Regions from separate parts of the Gossypium arboreum genome. Here region 1 is linked to region 2. Evidence: chromatin contacts called from public Hi-C data. All regions are on one chromosome and are shown on one strand. The core of a region is the stretch at or near the end of the contact, and the rest is flanking DNA. Distances in the headings are between cores, read along the strand shown. Region 1 holds the start of LOC108468258 (transcription factor MYB46). Region 2 holds the start of LOC108470222 (40S ribosomal protein S10-1-like).

Region 1 (5,192 bases), core at 2,033-4,532, 370 kb before region 2:
GATTCTTTCTCACTCAAGTCAGAGATTTACAGCATCAACTCATTGAACTTTTGAACATACTCTCGAACAGTGCCTTGTTACATAAGCCGAAGCAACTTAGCCCGAGCCTCCTTTTCAGCATACTATGGGTAATGCTGCTTTTTCAGCTTTATTTGAAACTTCTCTCAAGTTCCAATTGAGGTACCACCTTGTTTCTCATCTGTGAACCTACGACGCTACCATAAAATAGTGACATCAGTAAAATAAACTACATCAGTGTTTAACTCAGTGTCATCATCCTCGATGTTTATTGCAAGAAAGTATTGTTCCATCCCTTAGAGGAAATTGTCCACATCCCTTGCGGACCTCATCCCCTTAAACTTTTTTGATTTAGGAGATCCATGTTACATTACTTAGGAGTTGAAGCCAACATCCATTACCTAGAGCAACTTTATAGATAGTAAACTCTCCATTGAGCTCAACAATCTGTTCCGCAATCGAGAGCATCATTCTTCTCTGTCAACTTCTTGGCCTGTTCATCCATGACAGTATTGAAGATCTCTCTCATCACATCCTAATTGAAACTGAGAGCCTCCATCACATAGTCCCTGAGCTGCACTCTCATCGAGTCTAACTCATCGATGTGTCCCTTAACTACCTCGAATGTTTCCTTCACACCACCCATGGATTCCTCAATATTGGTCACTCGACCTTCCAAACCCGACAACATATCCATCGATATTTTATTTTTCTTAAACCTCCCACGAGTCTCCATCGAGACATTCTGTTCATCTCCTCCTTTCACCATCTCAATCAATACCTTCGAGCACTAGCTCGAATACCAACTGTCACAAGGCTAGAACTTTATTTTTGCAAACTGCGCGGTCTTAGGCAGTTTCTTGGATTTAAATCTTACATAAGTTAGTCTATTCTCAAACAATGAGAATTCTTGCAAAAATTCTAAGGCACCGAATCAAACTAAAAATGAAAACGAAAGAGCAAGGAACGAACACAAGAGAAAAATAGCACACACCAAGTGTTTGAGTAAATACTCTCAAAACTACTCTATTACTTTGAAGGTTTACAATTGAATGAATACAAATGAGAGGGAATGCCTCTATTTATAATTGAGCTCTCCCAAATCCAACGGTACAGATTGAGTTACATCGATAGTTAATATTTGTTTCTATCTACAAAATTAGAGTCCTAAGAAATTTAAATTTTATACATCTTTATCTCTTAGGATTTACATTAATTACCCTGACAACTCTAGTTTTATCAGAGTGTTTCTCTAGGCCACCAAGGCTTCAAGTAGATAAATTAACTAAATAAATAACAATAAAGACTATAACTAAATAGACACTTAGGAAAAGACTCTACCCCTTCCAAAATGTCACCTTTCCAAAAATAACATTGACCTCGTCTGAACATGAATCATGAACCATTAGATTCAGGCCTACAAATCTTGAGGAAATTCTCGAGAGGTAAAACACTCGTCACTCTATCACCTCCTAATACTAACTTTCTAGGATTGAGCTTAGCTATGGCTAGTCACATTAAGTCAACTCATGTAATGCTCTAAGTTTAACTATTTATTACTCTACTCCTAACCCTATACAGTAGGGCATGCATATCATGGAACCCACATCAAGCTCTATGCTACTTTATATAAACCCCTCCAATATGAGCAATAGATAAATTTGAGACCCTAAACCAATACCCATCCAATCAAGGCATTGTTCTTCCAACACATTTCCCAAGTGACTCTCAAAACAACTATAGTGCGAACCACCATTGATCATAAAAACTCAAATTCAATCCTTAAAGTAGATAATATTTAGAATTTAAACACATTTGAATTCAAATCTTCCAAGATGTTGGAATAACAATGATCCCAATCAGTAAATAAAATTTTGATTTAAAAGATTATTTTAAAAATATGTTTTAAACTTCAACCCCTTCAAATTAAACTTATCGAACTAATTGAATAATCAAGACTATGTATCTGATATTTGACTATTATTTTTGTTTCAGTTCTCTTTTAACGGAGCAATCATGAAAACTAAAATGATATACTGTTTGGGGTGAGAAACCATATTGTATGACTCGAATTCATGAGTTACGTGATGCAGCCGTCATCAAGATTAGTGAAATTAGCAATAAAAAATTAGGAATGAATAAATAATAATAAAGAATTAGAAATGAGGTTATGTCTTGCATAGTTGATATGTATTATCCCATAATAAGTAAGTATGAAGAAAAATAAAAATTAAGGGATTTCATTTTCATGCCTCTCCAAATTGTCTCCTAACTGAATGAATTGAGAGTCTTTTATTACAACCATTCCCTTCTGTTATAAACTTTGTATTTCCACGTCTCTCTTTGCATTATTCTTCATAAACGGTCTTTATTTGGACTTTTTTCTCCAAAGCTTTGATCAGCTTAATTATAAAACTACTCATTCTTAATTACTTTATTTAGCTGTAATTAAATTTAATTATATATACAATGCTCTTTTCTTCAGGAGTTGGTTTGCTTTGTAATTCTTGAATTTGCAGAAATCCCATTTATACCACTAATGACTTTTTGTAGGTATTTGTATCGTCTCCATAAAAGATAGAAAACTACTCTACTACTGCAAAAGTGGATAATGTATGAATGTATGTATGTGTTTTTGTGAAAAGTTAGAAAACTTAAAAGAGTTATCAAACAAGGTAATCAAATCATCCCCCAAAGAAAAGAAATATTTTCGTAATCTATAACAAGCTTTGGTAAAAATTTGCATGATCTTATACCAAAACTGAAGACCGACGTTAATTGTTAATATCTATATAAATATAATTCATTCCTATTCATGGCTATTAGATTAAATGATCGAGATGGAGAAAACCAAGCACTGGAAAACCTTTCTCAAGATTCAAAAATTGTGTCGGTTTAATGATATTTGCTGTTGAATTGAACCCTAGGTATTATCTTCGGCATTATCTCCATGCTGAGTCTTTGACCCTCTTGATCAATTCCTTTTTTTTTTCCCTCTTAAATAGATGTATGTTGTAATCATATATTAACATGACGTGCCATCCATCCATTGGTTTTTAAATATATAGTTAATGAATAACACTGATTCTTCAATGCTAAGAAGGGTTTGGTCAGAAAGGTTATGGAAACAACCGGCAAAAGATTTTGGAAGAATTGAAATGAAAGGAGGGTACGTGAAACATGGGTTACGTAATACTACAACTCTACGTAGAAAATGGTAACTCTTTGTCCCTCCGTGTGTGAAACAAAGCCGATGGAATGTCGTTTTAGGGTTAGATGAAAAATTATGGGTCCCCTCCCCCTTTGAAATATTGGACCCCATCCAGGTTTCAATGTCGGCACATCATACTCTTGTACTTCTCTCTTACTTTTAAATTGGGGGTGAGAGACAGCCTCAGCCTCCACTTCTAGCAAACCCCAAGAAAATTATAGTTTGTTTTGATCAAAAACATGGATCATTAGCTTGTAAATATATCATTTTGTTTTCTCTACAGAGTGTACAAAACAACAAAGAGACAGGCGGAAGATTTATAGAAACTCGGGGGGGTTTGCGAAGCCATAATTACAAATCATATTTATCATCCGAACCAAACATGGGTCACCATTCTTGCTGCAATCAACAGAAGGTTAAGAGAGGGCTTTGGTCCCCTGAGGAAGACGAAAAGCTCATTCGATACATCACCACTCATGGGTATGGGTGTTGGAGTGAAGTCCCTGAGAAAGCTGGTCTCCATCTCCCTCTGTTCATTACCTTTTTTCTGTCTCTTTTTTGTTCCTTTTTTCTTCATGCTTTTTTATAGGAGTTTTTCATGTTTGGTGACGAAGACGTATCTTTTTGCCTTTTGTGTTTCAGGTCTTCAAAGATGTGGCAAAAGTTGTCGCTTGAGATGGATTAATTATTTGAGGCCTGATATCAGAAGAGGGAGATTTACTCCTGAGGAAGAGAAGTTGATTATTAGCCTTCATGGGGTTGTAGGGAACAGGTTTGAAGTGACACTTTACACACATATGTTATATCAAAATTTTACTTTATAAAGCTTCATAAATATTGTAACAATTCTGGGTTCTAAGTTTTTTCTAATGGACGCATTCATTTTAGTTTGTCTCTCTGAAATTCCTCAAGAGTTTCAGTTTGTGTTTGAATTAAGAACTTGAACAGTTAAAAGTAATTAATTAAACAAACTTCAAAATTACGTCTTCTCTATCACTGCCACTGTTGTTGCTAAATTAAGTAGCAGTCACAGGCATTTCAAGGGCCTTTACAGGGATGATATATTAGATGCTGAGGCACAAGTTCTTGAGCTAGAGATAAATCACATGTTTAACATCTTCAAATTCTTCATTATGTTAAGCAAATTTCTCATATGTGTGAGGGGATTATTTTAGATGGGCTCACATTGCAAGTCACTTGCCTGGAAGGACAGACAATGAGATAAAGAACTACTGGAACTCATGGATCAAGAAGAAGATACGAAAGCCTTCAGCACCTCCAACAAGCACTGCTCCTCCACCAAGTACTACTCAGCATTCTCAGATAAATTATGGTTCAAACCAACTGGAGTTAGTAAATCAGGAGTTGATGACAAGAGCAATTCCTAATCATCAAGAAACCCTATTTTCTTCTCCAGCCCCATTATTTATATTCGACACAACTCCAATTGACGGGGCTCAGGTTCATCAACATGGTAATAATGTAAGAGGACAGCCTTTCCATGAACCGGCTAATTTAAACACGGAGAGTAGTTGGAACCTAAATCAGCATCAAGTGCAAGCTTTCCCTCCTTCAACTTCTTTCACAGTGGGTATGGATACAAACAATTACTTGCCACCATTGGTAGAGAACATGGAAAACATGGTGGTGCCGGTTGAAGTCCAATCATGTAGCATTGAAGAGGAAGGAGAAATGACACTTGAGTGCTTGCAGAGGCAGCAGCAGGAGTTGAATGAATGGGTTGAATCCCAGCAATGTTCAAACTTTCTGTTCTGGGATACTCTTGAAGGACAACTCGGCGGCGAAGCCTTGCCACCAACTTCATCAAATATGGGAACTACACTATCTTCATTCCCCACATCTTTATAAATTATTAGAAACCTGTCACCCCCCTCCCCCACCCCACCTTTGCTTTCTCGGTCTTTGATTCTTTGCTGAGTATAGCTTTCTAAATGTTCCAGCC
Region 2 (5,156 bases), core at 514-3,013:
GAAACATGAAGGCTTGGAAAATAGCCTAAGTGTTAGCCACACGGGTAGAGACACGACCATGTGCCTCAACCGTGTGGAGGACACGGCCTAACACACGGGCGTATGGCCTGGCCATGTGGTTCAAATTGTTTTGCTGATGTCACAAACAGAGAGTTACACGAGTTGAGGACACGGGCGTGCCACAAGCCAAACAGGCGTGTGTGATCACAAGGTTCAACACACACGGGTGTGTGACTCTCCAAAGCAAGAAAATTGCTAAGTTGTCCAAAGTTTATCAAAAGTTCTCGGTTTAGTCCCAAACCACCCCAATGTATGTTTTAGGCCTCGAAGGCCAGTATAAGGGACGATATACATGTATTTGAAAAGTTTTAATTTGAACGAAAATTTTATGGCCCAGTTTTGCATGCTTGTGGATGTTTAAATCCGGTAACGCCTCGAACCTTGTTCCGGCTTCGGATACGGGTAAGGGGTGTTACAAGGTCAATCAACAAAGAGCCACGAGATGTTCTTGGAAAGCTCCAATAAGCCATATCATCAACGTGAACTTTGACACTAAATTTAACACATCTCAAAAATACGGAGGAGTTGGGATTGTCTTTCATGACCATCAAGGCTTCATCTCAGGATGTACTACTCTCAAATTATCCTATGTTAATTGCGAAGATTTAGTTGAAGCTAAGGCTGCTTATATGGCTTTAGAAACTGATTAGGGCTATCAAATATCATCTTTGAAGATGACGGACTACACATCATCAAAGGGCTCAATAGTTCGAATAAGACTTCTCTAAGCTTAAATTGATCCTTGATGGTTGTAAAAAGCTTGTGTCTTCCTTTAATGTTTGTAAGGTTGTTACTAGAAGGGATGGAAACAAAGTTACTAATTAGTCTTGGTTCACCCATTAACATGTACTAAAACCTTGATTACCCTTTTTATGTGTTCACCAACCTATCTTGACTGATGTTGTAAATTTATAAATAATCTTCACTTTCCTAACTTTAAAAAAAAAAAAACTATCAACTTATTTATGTGACACTATTTTCGTAAATCACATGAAAATTGATCATATGGAATTTTATTAAATTAAAAATAAAATAGTAAATTTTAATTATATGCATATAAATTTAAATTATATTACTTTTTGGAGAAATTATTTAAATTATTTTCACATAAATTTAAACTATTTTCCCTTTACTACAATAATAAAAATGTGTATATTTAATTTAAATTTATTCCTTTATGTTTTAGTTTAATAAACTATCACATTAGCAAGTTCCATGTAACATAATAAAAGTAATGCTACATAAATAGCAGTAGAATGTGAAAATTGAGTCAAAATTAAGATCTCATATACACAATTACACCAAATTAAAATTAGTGTATCACATTATATATTAGATTAAAATTTATATATAAATTTAAAATTTATTCTAAATAACAAATATTATTATAAAAATATTTTTATCTTTATATATCTTTATATAAATTTTAAATAAATACTCACCTTTGATAATGAGACTCAACCATCTCATTTCAATCAAAATATATTTTACATCGATTTTTTAATGACATTATAGGTATGTCATATCTCATTTTTACATAATTTTTTATGGACATTATGGGTGTGTCATGATCTTTTTATATCATCATTATCATACATAAGGCTAGATCATAGTGGTGGTTCTCCAACATTGAGCCCAAATTCCAATTTTAGGCCTGATAATAAAAGCTAATTAATAGCCCAAAATAAAACCCAACGCCGAAAAATTAATATAATAAAAGAAGGAAAATAGCCTATGCTAGGGTTTATTTTCCTGTTGTTATGGAATAAAGCAAAAGGAAAATTTCCATTTTAGCAGACTATCTTCGCCGCCTCCTCTTCCTCCTATCTCATAGCAGCCATGGTACTATCTCTCGCTTTCTACTTCTTTCCTTTGCTTTTTTAGAATGTTTGCAAAATAATGTCTTTAATACGTTTGTTTTGTTGCTTTCTAGATCATTCCAGAGAAGAACCGCCGCGAGATCTCCAAGTACCTCTTTCAAGGTAACCAAATAAAAAAATAATTCCCATATCGATTTCGAATTTTGTATTTCATTTGGATATTTGGATTTAAAATCTGGGATTTTATGTTTTGTTTTCTAGAGGGTGTTTGCTATGCAAAGAAAGATTACAACTTGGCGAAGCACCCAGAAATTGATGTTCCCAATCTTCAAGTAATAAAGCTGATGCAAAGCTTCAAGTCAAAAGAATACGTGCGTGAAACTTTTGCATGGATGCATTATTACTGGTACCTTACCAATGATGGCATTGAGTTCCTTAGGACATATCTGAATCTTCCTTCTGAGATTGTTCCCGCTACTTTGAAGAAACAAGCTAAGCCCGCTGGTCGTCCCATGGGCCCTCCTGGTGACCGCCCACGGTAATAGTTTTGGAGTTCTTTGCTCTTTTATTTAATGAAAAAGTTAGGCTTTTCTTTTCCATATAGAATTTGATGAAAATTTCTCTCTTTGTAATTGTGGGTTTTGTTGGTTATGAATCAGTGGTCCTCCTCGCTTTGGTGACGGCGAGAGGAGATTTGGTGACAGAGATGGCTACCGTGGAGGTCCAAGAGGAGGAGGTGATTTTGGCGACAAGGGAGGAGCTCCGGCTGACTATCAGCCTTCATTCAGGGTAATGTTGCTTTTATAAATTTTTAACTTATTACGTATGAATAGCTGATGGTTCAAATGCATGCGAAGTGTTGGATTGTACATAATGATTTATGGTGTTTATCTTAGTTATCTGAGTTTCTTTGTCCATTTTGGAACCATTTTTTTTGCCTCTTCTGAACTCTATTCATCTCAAATTTGATCAGAAGTACGCATAGTCATGGTTAGTTGTGATTGCTTGTTGGTGGCTTAAGATTAGTTTCATTGTGATGTTAATGTTACTTTTGTGGCTGCTCTTGGAAGATTTGTGCCTGTTAGATGCTAGTTATTTCACTTTGAAGGATGAAATGTTTATATGATTGCTTGAAAACATGTGTACCCATTGATGATAGATGAGGTTATGTTTCTAATAATATAAAGGCTGATATAATTTCTTACATGTGAACTCGCAGGGCCCTGGAACAAGGCCTGCCTTTGGTCGAGGAGGTGGTGGTTATGGTGGTGCTGGACCTGCAGGTGGTGCAGGTCTTCCTTGAGACGGATGCTTTTTCATGACAGATAGTTTTGTCAGTCTAGGTGGTTGTTGAAGTTGATAGAAGTTTGTGTTATGCTTTTCAATTTAGTTATTTGATGCTTATAAAATATTGCTACTCTTCGGTTCATCCGAAAGGAATTTAGGACCAATGTTTTCTTTGCTATTTGATCATACACATTTTGTGGTGTTTGTTGCACTGTAGTACTGAAATTTTCATTCAAGCTTGTAACATTATGGAATCCTGCTCTCATCAAACATATAATTCTACATGTTTCATGAATGCTGCTGTTGAACCGCATACAATCAATTTATAACGCATTCTTTTACATGTTTCATGATTCCATTTACAGCAGCATAGATAGATTTACTGTCTAGGTGTCTTGTATCATTTACCATGAACTTGAACATCACTCCTTCTACCTCAACAGTGCTCCATCCGCCATCCTTTTTCATACCTTGTCTAAGCTGAGCCCTAACCTTGACAACATCTTCCCACTGGCCCCTGCTAGCATGAATGTTTGATAATGCTACCCTCCAAACTATGCCTTCGGGATCCTGGATAGACAGCTTCTCTGCTACTCTTTCAGCTATGCAGATATTTCCATGGAACCCACATGCACCCAATAAAGCATACCATACATCATCGCTTGGTGTAATAGGCATTTCCTTTATAAAGGCTTCCGCTTCCTCAAGTTTTCCCGACCTCCCTAACAGATCCACCATGCAAACAAAATGTTCCATACCTGGTTCCACTCCCCACTCTTTCTGCATGCGGTTGAAGATTTCGTAGCCTTCTTCAACCAGTCCTGTATGGGAGCATGCAGAAAGGATGTTGGTGAAGGTGATAGCATTAGGCTTGTACGGACTGGATGTATTCAGCTTGGAGAAAGCCTGTAGAGCAAGCCTCCCATTTCCATTGATTCCGTATGCAGCAATTAATGTATTCCATGAACTTGGATCTTTTGCGGGCATTTCCTTGAAGATTTTCTCTGCTAAACTCAACCTGCCTGATCTTCCATACATGTCTATCAAAGCATTTTGAATGAAGATATCAGATATTAATCCAGCTTTTGTTACGTAACCATGAATAATTTGCCCTGGCATGAGTGAAGACAAGTTTGAACAAGCTTGAATGGATGCCAATGTGCTGATGAAATCTGGACGCATCTCTCCTCTAGCGTTGCAGTGCATATGTTTAAATAACTCTAAGGCTTCATGGAATTCACCATTTTTTATGAGACACGTAATCAATGAATTCCAGGAAACAATGTCTCTCTCATTCATCCTTGCAAAGACTCGAATGACTGAATCGTTTTGCTCATTTTCTGCATACATGTCGATCAGGGAATTTTCTACAACACAAGAAGAAAATCTATGCTTGATTAGGTAACCATGGAGTTCTTTCCCCAGCTTCAAATTATTGGAATGACCACAAAACTGCAGGAGAGTAGCCATTGTCGCCGGGTTAAGATATTGTTCTTCACCATAAAAACAATATCCTGAAAAAAGTTGTATTCCATCTCTGAAGTACCCGTTAGTTAAGTACATCTCAGCCATAGAATTCAATACAAGTTCCTGTCGACACCACCCCAGTTTTGAAACCAACCCATGAACACATTGTATTATCTGCAGTCGTCCAATGAAGGAACATGCATGTATAATGCTCAAAATTGTCACCTCATTCGGCATAACGCCGTCTTCTTGCATCCTGAAGAATGCTAGAAGCGCTTCTTGCATGAATCCATGTAGCACAGAACCTGAAATAACACAAGTCCAAGAAACAACATCCCTGGAACTAAATCTCTCAAGGAGCTTAATTGCATCTTCTAGAATACCAGATTTTGCATATGCACTAATCAAAGAGTTCTGCAGAAAGTTATCTTCGAGAAGTCCACTCTTGACTATGTAACCGTGTAAAATACAGATGAAACTAGGATTGAAATGTTGTGCAACAGCTTGTAAAGCAGCTGCTAG

Evidence for each region. Hi-C and Micro-C count contacts between places; a contact is called where the count stands out from the background.
Region 1: a contact with region 2 is called in a Hi-C map of leaf, with 2.4 times the contacts expected there. The contact joins the promoter of LOC108468258 here to the promoter of LOC108470222 in region 2. A contact is called at or near these places in 2 of 5 Hi-C or Micro-C datasets (both in leaf).

The regions. Positions count from the first base shown.
Region 1 is chr8:37,708,610-37,713,801 of ASM2569848v2, reverse strand. LOC108468258 (transcription factor MYB46) reads left to right here and starts at 3,282. Exons shown (of 3, transcript XM_053031605.1): 1 at 3,282-3,709; 2 at 3,872-4,001; 3 at 4,405-5,192. The coding sequence starts at 3,706. The coding sequence ends at 5,098.
Region 2 is chr8:37,334,394-37,339,549 of ASM2569848v2, reverse strand. It overlaps LOC108470222 (40S ribosomal protein S10-1-like), which reads left to right and starts at 1,763. Exons shown (of 5, transcript XM_017771496.2): 1 at 1,763-1,902; 2 at 1,994-2,042; 3 at 2,142-2,418; 4 at 2,540-2,669; 5 at 3,100-3,462. The coding sequence starts at 1,900. The coding sequence ends at 3,183. LOC108470221 (pentatricopeptide repeat-containing protein DOT4, chloroplastic-like) reads right to left here. Exons shown (of 1, transcript XM_017771495.2): 1 at 3,486-5,156. The coding sequence ends at 3,486.